2 separate regions of the Hordeum vulgare genome follow, and region 1 is linked to region 2. The links are chromatin contacts, called in public HiChIP or PLAC-seq maps. All regions are on one chromosome and are shown on one strand. Each heading gives the region's core, a stretch centred on a gene start, on an enhancer-like site or on the middle of the called end of the contact. The rest is flanking DNA. Distances are from core to core; before and after follow the strand shown.

Region 1 (6,627 bases), core at 1,252-3,751, 560 kb after region 2:
GTATATTTGCTTGAACAATAATAACCCAATCCTCAGGTGTACAGTTCACAACAATGTTTTGTCTTCTCACATCCTTGGTTCCTTTACATTTGTGTCGTTATTCATCCGAGACCTGATAAAATTAGTTGTACATTTCTTGGTAACAGGAATCAGATAGCATACAAATCAGCTGTCCTTACCTTCTGTGAACAACCCATGATGGCAAGTAGATTCAGTTTGTCAGGCCAAATAATCAATCTGAAATCTATATGGGACAAATGGTGCATCAAATCAATTTTATTCATATATCTGAATCTCACTGGCAAGTAGATTCAGTTTGTCAGGCCAAATAATCAATCTGAAATCTATATGGGACAAATGGTGCATCAAATCAATTTTATTCATATATCTGAATCTCACGATCTGAGCCATCTAAACAAGGTGAGCCTGCCAACACGCAATCGATGGTCGTCGTTAGTGCGATCGACCTGTCGAACCCGCCAGTACCTTAGTGAGCGCGTGAGCGGCTATCCCGATGGGGCAGAAGAGCAGGCACAGGGAAACCGAATGCCTGGTCTCAATGTTGTTCTTGATGCCATTATGGTACACCTGTCTGCACCACCAGCAAGGAAAGACACAAACATGAGCATCAAGCTCCTTACAATCACATACACGTGAAAGCGAACAAAAAATTTGGCCAACTGACCTTGCAACGAAGAGGTCGACGGCAAGGAGGTGGATCCAGGCGGAGGCGACGGTCATCTCGCTCGCAAACATCCTCACAATGTCAGGCAACTACACGCGAGATGGAGGAACAAAACATGTTACACATTTTGCCACGGCACAAGAACATTCAGACACTGCACAATGCTAGTACTGGATTTTAGTATTGCTGCAAGTATTGGACATTCAGAGATCGTGAGGGGTGGTGACCTCCGAGAGCCAGTACTTGCTGGCGAACATGGCGCGGATGGTGTCGGATGTCCAGGAGAGGTGGAGCAGGTAGGCGTAGAGGATGCCGAGGGCCACGTAGGGGGCGGTGCTCTCCACTGTGCGCTTAGTCTGCGGCAGTAGCAGGAAGAAGAAGACATGAGTCCGGCCGCTGCGTATAGTGGGTGAATACTCACTGAATGTTGCGGAAGCAATGGTGGGCTTACGATGTTGGCGTTGGGGGCAGCGATCATGAGCGTGTAGAAGGGGAGCACGGCGACGGTGCCCAGGGTGAAGGCGGAGCTGGCGATCTGGGACGTCGACAACCCTGCCAAAAGCAAGAGTCTAGTCAATCCAACCATGGTGGTCGCGACCGCCCGCTCGACCGGCTACTGCTGTAATTGTCAACCCTTGGTGAAAGAAAAGTGGGGGGAGAAGTGTGGCGCGGGTGCGTACATGCGCGAGGCCGGAGTAGAGGCGCCTTGCACCGGGCGGCGCCCGGTCGAGGAGGGGCCGCGGCGAGCTCCGCCTGGAGAGGGAGCGGCGCGCCCTAGGAGCACGCGCGAAGCTGGCCGGAGGAGACGGCGGCCATGCGCGGCGCCGTCGTCCGCCTGACAGCCAGCAGCGCCCCCGACTTTCCCCCTCGCCGCGCCGCCCGTTCCCCGGCCAGAAACGCCGAGCCGAAGCCCCGCACCCAGCCGTCGCGCCGCCCATCGCCAGCTGCGTCGCGCGCCGCCGTCGATTGGATCTGGCGAGCGCGCCGTCTGCTGCCGCCACGCCTCGGAAAACGTAGGGTCTTATTCATAAAAATGAAAGTTTTCCTCACTTAAGAAAGGACTGCGGGTTGATTAACTGAAAACGAAGGGACCGTTTTGCAAAAATGCCACTACGGACGACCAGAAACCGTATTTGCTTTGTTATTAGGGAGAGATAAGGATAGGAAAGGAAAAAGATTAAAAATGAAAAAAGGAAGAACTTGGGCTCAAACCCGCGTCTATGTGATAGAATGTTCAGGCTCCAGCCACTGCGGCACCAAGGGCTTACTTCAGAATATCGCTTCTAAGGTTTCATAGATCATCATCACGATTTTTGTACAGAAACGAACAATTTTTCCTTACTTACCGTGGCATGGGCGGTAATTATTATCAATTTCGGGGGTAAATATTATGACGGAGGACAGAAACACTATTTGCTTTATTAGTAGGTATAGAAGATAACAAACGTAACAACACAATGTATATTCACAAACTAATTTACGAATCTTGACGCCGATGAATGACCCACGATTCACAAACTTCACCCTGCCTGTCATCTTCGAGAGACGACCAGTAGTAGATGAGTAGAGCACGACCCATCGGTACGCGAAAGGCTGGGACGACATCAACCACGCAAGGCTCGTTCCACGTGGCCCACGAGCAGTGAGACACCAATTCTACAATCTGCACCCAGAGGCAGACAAGGGCATCGGTGCCCCTCCTGACCGGGCAACCACGGGTCCACGGCTCCTACATCCAGAGGGGCAAAACCGTCCAGCAAAAAGCATTCCGCCCCACCCCCACCCCCGTCTTCTTCTTCCCCCTAATCTCCAACTCCAACGCCCTCCTCAGATCAGATCGTGGAAGCCCAGACCAAATCCCAAAGCGACAAAAGGAAAGCTCGAGCTCTCCCTTGGGTGGACGAGCGAGCAGACCGCCGATCGCAGCAGCAGCAGCAGGAGGAAGATGTCGTCGGTGTTCAGCGGCGATGAGACCGCCCCCTTCTTCGGCTTTCTCGGCGCCGCCGCGGCGCTCGTCTTCTCATGTACGCCCTCTCCCATCGCTCGTAAACTTGCCAGCCTTTGTGTAGCTTACATAGTAGTTGGGGGAACAAGGTTGGAGCTCTGATCCGCCCGGATCGGCCCAGCGTTGTCCCTTCTAGCGCGCCGGTCGTTCGATTCCGTAGATTCGATTTGTTTAGCAGACGAGACGTATCGCGCGCTTTGGTTCTGGGTTAGTTTAGTCCCTGCGATCGTTGACGAGAGATCTCTCTGTGTCCCTGGCTTGCAGGCATGGGGGCGGCCTACGGGACGGCCAAGAGCGGCGTCGGCGTGGCGTCCATGGGAGTCATGCGCCCGGAGCTCGTCATGAAGTCCATCGTGCCCGTTGTCATGGCTGGAGTGCTCGGTATCTACGGGCTTATCATCGCCGTCATCATCAGTACCGGGATCAACCCCAAGGCCAAGCCCTACTATCTCTTCGATGGCTATGCCCACCTCTCGTCCGGGCTCGCCTGTGGCCTTGCTGGCCTTGCTGCTGGCATGGCCATTGGCATTGTTGGTGATGCTGGAGTCAGGTAAAGCACAATTTATCATCTCTTATTGTGTTGTGCGCACTGATTTTGCTGGTATGTTGGTTAGTTGATACTACGTAGTTAATTTGCATTGTTAATGCACATGCCTCACGCCTGTGTCTACATAGTTGTATCTAGCAGGCGCATGTGTTGCATTTGAAGGGATGCATTTAGGTGGATGGTTCTGACCCAATTCCATAGACCTGATTCTGTTTGAGATTTGCATCTCCGTAGACTCCCTGTTCAAGTTTCATTTATTTGGTTGTCTCAATATACTCCAATATAGCCTTAATAACTGAAGTAAATTTCAGTTACAGCACGGATCTTTCTCTACATAAATCCACTTATGTTGTTTATGACCCAGACTAACGATTCATTTATAAGAAACCTGAGGATGAACATATGCATGATATGCTTGTTGTACCGATTATCTTTGGAAACAATCTTGAGTTATAGAAAAATCACTGACTATTTCTTCCCACACATACGTACTATAGATGATGAGCCTTTGTTATGTCAAATTACTTCTTTCACCATGAATTTTGTGTAAGTTGGTCTATTTGTGGTAGATCTGCTTTGATATATACTGCTCTTTGAACTGTATACTTTGCATTTGTTCTGGTCTTTGTAGTTTACTAGTTAGTGTGATGTCCTATATGTTTAGTTAGTATGATTCTCTCTGTTAAGTTTTGGCAATATGTATGCGTACTGCTATCTTAGATGAAACTCCCAAACTTGGAACTAGCTAAGCAGATGCTAATTCCTTGTTAAGGCTTTAGTATTTGTCTATGTTATTAGCTGGCTCTTTGCTTTCTATTGGTTTGTTGCTTCCTGGGTAAGACCTGATAATTGCTGCGCACAAGATTATGTAATTTAATTCTTTTTTCCTTCTACTGTTCATTTGGCATGACTGCCTTACATCGGAGGATCAATTGAATCTTGCCTAAATTGTACCCTGTGCTGATCAAACATCATTGTCTGCAGGGCGAATGCTCAGCAGCCCAAGCTGTTTGTTGGCATGATCCTCATCCTCATCTTTGCAGAGGCGCTCGCTCTCTACGGTCTCATTGTCGGTATCATCCTGTCATCCCGAGCTGGCCAGTCTCGTGCCGATTAGGCATGTTCTACACACGCGGCCCTGTGTGCCCTCTTGTTTTATATTATTCAGACAGCAAACTGAGCTCTAGAGGTTATCATGTCTAGTTTTCGTTCTTCTGTTTGGTGGAGAAAAAAACATCTGTAGCCAAGGGAGGTTTGCCCTTGATGTACCATTCTTTTTCCGTCAGGATGCTGGGTGGGGGTTGATGCTTATTTATGCAGAGTTATTTGCCTGTTGGGTCTGGCTGGACGGTGTAATCTGGTGAATAAGCGAGAAATTGCAATGCAATTGAGTTTTGTCCATTCATCCCCCAATGTCCTTTCTTGCGAATTATGCTTTTCGCAAAGGGAAAGCATACAGGTTTGAAACTAGAATGAGACCCTTTGGTTCAAAAAGGATCAGTTTGATTTATATAGGACTAAATTTTGTAGGAATTTTTGATAGACTTGTTTTTACACTATGCTACCTAGGAACCACTCAAACCTCTTGGGGAAAAAAAATCCTTTGTTTTCCTATTGATACCCCGCCAAAGTTGCCCATCCCCACGACTAGACGGAATGGTATGGTGTAATTCCTGATTTTTTTTATCAAACTTGATCAGGTGTTGTACTTGTGTGAAAAGTTTTGAGAATTAATCTTGGATGAAAAAACAAAATTGACACTATATAAAAGTTACTATTCATGCTTTTATACTCACAATTTGTTTTTCAAGCCCTGGAGTGGGTCAAAGCTTTTCACACGAATGTAATACCTGATCATGTTTGATTCAGAAAAGAAAAGCTTCGGGAACATTTTGGCTCTTTTTGAAATTTCCAATTTATTAGTTGCATTTGAGGTCCACTTGGATCCGACAGGCCGAGACCCATGGGGTAACATGTAAGTGGTTTTTTTTGTTAGCCTTAACAACCGTGTGCATTTATGTAATCCTATTTTTGCTACTTGGCGCTTTGATTTGTGAGATGATCATAACAGAGAGAGTAATTTAGGGTAGTAACATGTATCTAAAACAAGAATTTTGGGATGGAGTGAGTATCCGAAAATACTTTAATTGAAATGGATGTATCTAGGTGTATTTTAGTTTTAGATACATCTACTTTTATCAATTTATGCGATGAGTAATCCTGGACGGAGGGAGTATTAATCTATTGTATATTGTACTACTCTTTCACAATGGATAATGTTTTATGTGTGATAACATAAATATCTTTATTTATTATTTCATAGTCATTTTTCATTGCAGGGCGCTATGTGATGGTAATATATTATATTATCTTGTTTCTTTTTTTAATTACTTCTTACATAAAAAAAATACTTAGGTCATGTTTGGGTTCACGTTTTCCCATCAAATACACTTGTGTAGAAAATACGGACCTCAATCGACCATTTAGTTTTCGGACGGAATCCTTCACAGCTCGGTAACTTACATCTGTAAATGCCAAGCGCGGCCTTATGTGATATGCATGTCACTGGCTACATTACTGTCATTATATGACTATAGTCTGATGGAGCTACATGCAACTTAACGCGGCGTAATTATTGGAAAAACCAAATTAGAGCCTCAAATTAATGAAAGTTATGTTCTTTAGCCCTTCAAACTTGCATATCTTCATGTTCGACCCTTCTATATTCTACGCTAGGGCATTGCTCCCTAGGCATGGGGTAATTACTGAATAAAACCAATTTTAGAGGCTCAGATTAATGAAATTGCTCCCTAGCATGGTGTAATTACTGAATAAAACCAATTTTAGAGGCTCAGATTAATGAAAGTTACGTTCCCCTCCAAACAAACATGCATATCTTCATGTCCGACCCTTCTATGTTACTTCTTCCGTTACTAAATATAAGTCTTTTTAGAGGTTCACTGCAAAATTATATATGGATATATAGGCACACTTTACTTCCGCACGTAGTCCTTTAGTGAAATCTCTAAATAACTTATATTTGAAAACGGAGGGAGTATATGCTAAATTGTTCACTGCAACAATATATTTGGTGTGCAGCATCTTAGGTGATACAGTGCTCCGATTGATCATGTTGGAATGGACATGATGAATGCACGCGTAATGGGCAGCTCTTCCACGGTAAAATGAGCAAAACACATCCCAGATCATGTCTTAGACTAGTAACATAGCTAGTAGTATAGATTTACATAAGTAAAAAAATGATGTGATAAGTAATTAATAAAGAGAGAGGTAAATAGAGTAAGATAATATGTTATCATGAAAGCGCTTTTCAATGCAAAATGACTTGACAAACTGTCAACTAATAAATGAGGATATCTATGTTACTCT
Region 2 (6,441 bases), core at 1,714-4,213:
GTTACTTGCCCGAGATTCGATCATCAGTATCCGCATACCTATTTCAATCTCGTTTACCGGCAAGTCTCTTTACTAGTTCCGTAATACAAGATCCCGCAACTTACAATAAGTTACATTGCTTGCAAGGCTTGTGTGTGATGTTGTATTACCGAGTGGGCCCCAAGACACCTCTCCGTCACACGGAGTGACAAATCCCAGTCTCGATCCATACTAACTCAACGAACACCTTCGGAGATACTTGTAGAGCATCTTTATAGTCACCTAGTTACGTTGCGACGTTTGATACACACAAAGCAATCCTCCGGTGTTAGTGAGTTATATGATCTCATGGTCATAGGAACAAATACTTGACACGCAGAAAACTGTAGCGACAAAATGACACGATCAACATCCTACGTCTATTAGTTTGGGTCTAGTCCATCACGTGATTCTCCTAATGACGTGATCCAATTATCAAGCAACAACACCTTGTACATAGTCAGAAGACCCTGACTATCTTTGATCAACTGGCTAGCCAACTAGAGGCTTGCTAGGGACAGTGTTTTGTCTATGTATCCACACATGTATATATAAGTCTTCATTCAATACAATTGTAGCACGGATAATAAACGATTATCTTGATACAAGAATTATAATAATAGCTATATTTATTATTGCCTCTAGGGCATAATTCCAACACCGCCTTTCTTTTGGGTAGGCCAGGAAATAAAGAGCGTTGTTGCGGAATAAAACACGTGTGAACCGCATTAGAGCAACTCCAACTGTGCGACTCAAACGGACGCACGCTTTGTCTGTTTGGGTTGGCTCATCCGATCTCTTTTGTGAATGGGTCGGCCGTGCGCCCAACGCGCCGACCCATTTTTCGTTTGTGGCAGGCTTGCGGTCATTTTCGATCGCAGTGATAAATATTAGAAATGTTCAATACAAAACATTGCATAATTCAATAATTACAAAATATCTCATAGTCGATACATTTAAAAGAAATGGTTGCTGATACATCTACTAGTTGCCGACATGAATCCACATATGCTCAACCAAATCATTTTGCAGTTGCATGTGAGTATTTCAAACACACATTTTATGATGAAACTCGACGAACTCTGCAAGCGTTGCCTCTCCTCCATGCTCAGGCACAACATTTTCACCCTGAAACTCAAACCCTTGGCCATAGAGGCGTTCTGGGCGTTCATCCTCTACGATCATGTTGTGCATGATCACACAAGTTGTCATCACCACTCGCATTTTTCGCATGACTCATGTTCTAGCAGGATATCGAACGATGCCCCATCGAGACTGAAGAACGCCAAAGGCATGCTCTACATCTTTTCTAACACCCTCTTGCTCTTGAGCAAATCTCTTTCTCTTCTCTCCTAGAGGATTGGAGATTGTTTTCACAAGAGTAGACCATCGTGGATAGATACTGTCAGCTAGATAGTATCCATTGGTGTGTTTGTGGCCATTGATCTTAACACTGACCTCCGGGCAATTGCTTTCTTCCATCCTAGCGAACACCAAAAAGTGCTGGAGCACATTGATATCATTGTGAGATCCGATCATGCCGAAGAAAGCGTACCAAATCCAGAGATCTTGGGAAGCCACGACCTCAAGTATGACAATGCAAGATCGGACATGACCCTTATACTTCCCTTGCCAAGCAGAAGGGCAATTTTTCCACTTCCAATGCATACAATGTATGCTACCAAGCATCCCGGGGAACCCCTACTGGCATCCATCGACAACAACCGTGCTCTATCGACAAGAGTTGGCTCTCTCAAGTACTCCGGCCCAAACACAGCTATGACAACCTTGGAGAGTCTATACATGGACTCAAGGCAGGTGGACTCACTCATCCGGACATAGTCATCAATGAGATCGCAGGGGACATCATATGCAAGCATCCGAATGGTAGCAGTGCATTTGTGATAAGAGGAGAAGCCAACCTTTCCAACGACATCCATCTTGCACTCGAAATAGTTATCGTACTTAACCACCCCCTCTCGAATACGATTGAAAACATGTCTAGCCATCCGAAAACGGCGACGGAACAAGTGATATTTGAAGAGCGGATTGGGGGTCTCGAAGTAGTCTTTCCAGAGTAGGAAATGACCACTCTCCCGGTTGCATTCAATGCCGACGTGTGTCCCGACATGGAGCCCTTAAACTGTGTTCGCTCCATACTTACGTGGTCATGGACGACCAACGCACCCGCCGCCATCTCCTCATCACCACATAAGAATCATTCGAGTCCAAAAGAACATTGTAGAAAAAACACTCATCATCGGAGTCCATTTGTACCTTGGAGAAAGCATCGAACACCTTACGGGCGTTGTGGAAGACACCGACCGGAGAGGAGCCTCTCACCGAGAGAAAGTGATGGAGCTTGGTGGCGGCTGCAGGAGACAAGGCTGCTGGAAGGAGTCCGCGGTGCGGATGGCTGGCACTGACGACGAAAACGGGCGACGGGGGTGGAAGGCGGGAGGCGGGCAGGGGCGGTCGGGTGTTTTGGAGGCGAAGGAGGAAGAGGCAACTGACGTACGTGTCACTGACTCACGGACGAGGGTAAGAAAAGGGCACGGGATGAACGTATCCACGAAGACGTAAATGCTACCATAATTTAAACCCAAAATGAATCACAAACGAATAAAAAAAGACACGAGTCCATTTGAATCAACGCGTTGGGTCGATTTTTGTATTCGTTATTAACAAAACGAATACCGGCGGACGTTTGCTGGTTGGAGATGCCCTTACCCATCCGGGGTTGCGCCTGCACCGCCGTACGAGCGGCAGAGTATCCCATAGCGTGTGGCTGGCGGGGCCCGTGGCCTCCGGGTCGGTCGGGCGAGACCGCTGGACCCCCACGCGGCAGGCGGCACACGAGGCAAGGACGCGCGGGGCGAGCCGAGGAAAAGGCGGGGGCAAGACACAAACCGCGCGTCGTGAGGCGCGGGGTACGACAACCCCCACATCGCCCGGGAGAATCCAAACCGAATCACGCTAAACTAAACTAAAGCTGAGCTACGGCAAGAACCCTAATCCTCTGCTGCAATCTCGCACTCCCACTCCGCCCCCAACGGCAAGGAACACTAACCACCACCACCACCACCACCACCCATCCAGTGGTTGCATCAACAAAAGCACCGACGAACGCTACAAGGCAGTAGTCCTAGTATTAGTATACTAATACTACGACAGACAGAGAGAGGACCCCCGAGCGTCGGCGATTCGAGCTGCCCGGGCGGGGAGGAAGGAGGAAAGGGAGCGAGGCAACGCCGGCCGGCCGGCGGCGACCACCATTGATGCGGTGCGGGTGAGTGCGCGCCTCGGATTCCCGCTCGCTGCATTTATTTTAGTTGCGGGAAAGAGCCGCTTTGGATTCTTGCCGCGGCTGCGAGCATTTATTTCTTGCCCCGATGCAATGCACATCACTTGGGGTTTCACTCCTCCTCCTTCACTTGGGAACTGGAAAGTACTCGTACTATAGTATAGGACCATGACATCTCACATGGCCAAAGCTGCAGGAGGCGGTGCTGGTGGTGGTGGTGGCCAAGCTGTTGCAGCAGTGCCGACGCCCATGGCCACCTCCCCTCCCGCTCCTTTTTTCCCCACTCCGCTTTTCGGCTCGTCTTCTCTCGTTCCGATCTGCGTCCGTATGTGCGACTGCGTGAGCTGATGCTTCTCGCATTCCGTTCCTAGCACACGGCACACCCATCCAGTATCCTAGGGAGGGAGGGAGGGAGAGAGAGAGAGAGAGAGAGAGAGTGCTGTGTTCACGGAGTTCTTGCAGTCGGTGCGGCGGTATTCCTCCGTGTAATGGTTAAATACTACTGGTACAGTAGTATTAACGCAGCCCATTCCCTCTTGCTCCCTTATTCTCTGGGCCGCCACTCGTCGTTCTTGGTTTCCGCCATGAAATCTCTCTAGCCGCTCTGCTGCTCTTTCTTCTTTCCCCGCTTCCCCGGGGCTGGTTTTTGCCGGTTTCTCTTCCAGTTAGGCCTCGATTTGGGGTTTTCAGCATATTTGCTCGGGGCTTAGGTTTAGGTTTAAGTGATTGGCGAGGAGGAATTGGGGATTCAGGGATTGTGCCTCTTGTTCTTTCCCCAAGGATTTTTATTCCCTTGGGTTACCCGGAGAAAAAAAAACCATACTTATTCCTGGTGTATTTCTATTCTATTTGGGGAGTTGAGACTTGAGAGCAGTCGGTGGCTACAACTTTTGGAGTGACGCATTGCAACTCTTTTGCTACTATTTTGCTCGCACCTTTTCCTGATGTTAAGGCAGAAGCACTCTCTTTTTAGTTGGAATTTCTGGATAGGCCATAGTTGGTACTTTGTGTTGGTCAATATTGGTCTTTTGACTCTTGAGCTTTGTCAAAAAACAAATTTCACGGGTTGCTGGGTCTTTTTCTGAATCCAGCCTAGTTCCTGCTTGGTTTCAGTCGTTGCAAAGTTAGTTCGTGTCAATCGTGACTACAGTTCCTGGTTGGTGTCATCAACTGGGAGTTGCATCTTTTTCTACATGTCTGTCGGTATCATTAACGAGTGATAACTGATACGGAGTACTAATTATTTTCTACTGTCTGCTGTTTGATACAGATTAGTCATCTTCCGCTCAGCACTGCATGAGGAGATCTCTCTGCGTCACTTCATGTGCCAATGTTGACTGATCAAACATGCATATGCTGGTGGTAGCTGAGAAAGGAGAACCACCTTTTTCATCTTTCGGATAGTTGATGGTTATGGACCGCACGGGTTGGCTCTGGAGGCGCAAGTCTTCGGATAATAGTCTTGGGGCAAGCGACAGCTCTGTGCCCCTGTCATCGCATTCTCAGTGCTGCTCCGGCGATCAGGTTCTATCCACATGCCTTCATTTTGTATCCTAGAAATCTTTTTTACCTCAGCAGGATGTAGCACATTCTTCGGTTTTGTTTAATGTGGCTCTTTTCCGAGGTTTGGGCAATGAATTCTACTAGGAAAGAAGTTCTAAACTTTACGTTGTAAATAAAGAATTTATAAGCTTGCTGCCTTGGACAGATTGATAAAGCATACAAACTCATAGTTTGATCTGATTTAAGTAGGACAGGTGTTAAGATGCTAATGTTTGTTGAGCGGTACATTGTCATTGCCCATCTGTGGGAAATCTTGTGATAGAGAAAGGCCAACAGCTTTCAACCTATCAAGTGTAAGATTAGTTCCAGTTTTGTAAGATTTACTTGTTGAGCTCCAACTATGGTACTTCCAATCAAGGCTCTATGTCTAGCCATAAGAGCATTGTAGCAATTTCTGAATGTTCACCAATACTGGTAAAGTATGTTCTTGATTTTCGATGAGACAAGTGTAGTTCCCAATAGTTCAATATCAGCAGTACCTTGCAAAGGAACGTAAACGTTTAGGTGATACTTCCCTAGTTTTCAGACCTCTCAGCAAATACAGGCCATAGGCTACTCTGAATTATTGGCAAACAAATGCAATAGAAAGCCTGAAGAACATAGGACGTTTGTTTTCTAGAAATATGGTTTCAGATAGATGGTTAAAGAAAATGGCTCTGGTAACTACCAGAAAGACTTGATTGATGATGTGAATACAGTATGCATACGATTTTGAAGTACATAGATCAGGTCTTCTCTAGATTTTATCATCTAGTTCATTAATTCAAACAAACTTGAGTTCTGTTGATGCTCATTAAGTTACTAAAACTTGGTACTAGGTACTGCTTTTGAAATTTATACTTCACTTCTGTTTTTTCAAAGGTATTACGTTCTGCAGTAGTCCATGTGCATGTTTTCTCCCGCCTTTGGTGAATAATTGACTTCCTAAAATTCGTGCAGTCAAACTATTCTAACTCTGACTACTACTAGTAGATACAAATATATTTGGATTGGTAAGGTGAAAATATTACTCCCTCCGTCACGGTTTAGAAGGCACAGTTGAACTTGCGTGCGTTTTCAAAATAGACAAGGTTTAAGGCGCGAAAGCAATTACTCCTATTAATTAGTACTAGTACTACTCATGCATGCGTCCTCCCAATTTGCTGCTCACACATTAGTACTAGTATTTTCTCAGTTGATTAGGCGCATTAGCATTTACACCTGCTACATCTCACAACCAATCGATGACTACCTTAGTCCCCGAGATTTTCCAAGCGTGCCTTCTAAACCGTGATGGAGGGAGTACCGTTTGATTTTTCCTAAAAATATATTCATGATTTTCTGTTAGCATGCTCCTACAAAAACTAATGGTGGAACATGCATATTGAAGAGCGTGTCAATGTTTAAAATGTCCCGACAGCGTGCTCGCATTCCCTCCCTCTCGGACGGCGACGCGAACACGAGCTTCTTCCACAGGCAATGCACTTATCGGAGGCAGAAAAACAGAGTGTACAACTTGCTTGTTGATGGGCAGACGATTAGCGACCACGACGAGATGGCCCAGGCGGCCTTTGCCC

Evidence for each region. HiChIP or PLAC-seq counts read pairs in DNA pulled down with a chosen protein or histone mark.
Region 1: an H3K4me3 HiChIP or PLAC-seq map of embryo shows a contact between it and region 2, with 8 times the contacts expected there. The contact joins the promoter of LOC123395270 here to the promoter of LOC123451784 in region 2. A contact is called at or near these places in 2 of 6 Hi-C or Micro-C datasets (leaf and seedling) and 1 of 1 datasets of contacts at active chromatin or transcription factors (embryo).

The regions. Positions count from the first base shown.
Region 1 is chr5H:232,714,199-232,720,825 of MorexV3_pseudomolecules_assembly, forward strand. LOC123395270 (V-type proton ATPase 16 kDa proteolipid subunit-like) reads left to right here and starts at 2,502. Exons shown (of 3, transcript XM_045090234.1): 1 at 2,502-2,709; 2 at 2,955-3,240; 3 at 4,222-4,642. The coding sequence starts at 2,631. The coding sequence ends at 4,354. LOC123396539 (protein MAO HUZI 4, chloroplastic-like) reads right to left here and starts at 2,039. Exons shown (of 7, transcript XM_045091451.1): 1 at 2,032-2,039; 2 at 1,526-1,688; 3 at 1,366-1,459; 4 at 1,137-1,237; 5 at 913-1,041; 6 at 686-774; 7 at 362-592. The coding sequence starts at 2,039. The coding sequence ends at 454.
Region 2 is chr5H:232,151,161-232,157,601 of MorexV3_pseudomolecules_assembly, forward strand. LOC123451784 (filament-like plant protein 2) reads left to right here and starts at 2,964. Exons shown (of 5, transcript XM_045128321.1): 1 at 2,964-3,307; 2 at 4,593-4,846. The coding sequence starts at 4,730.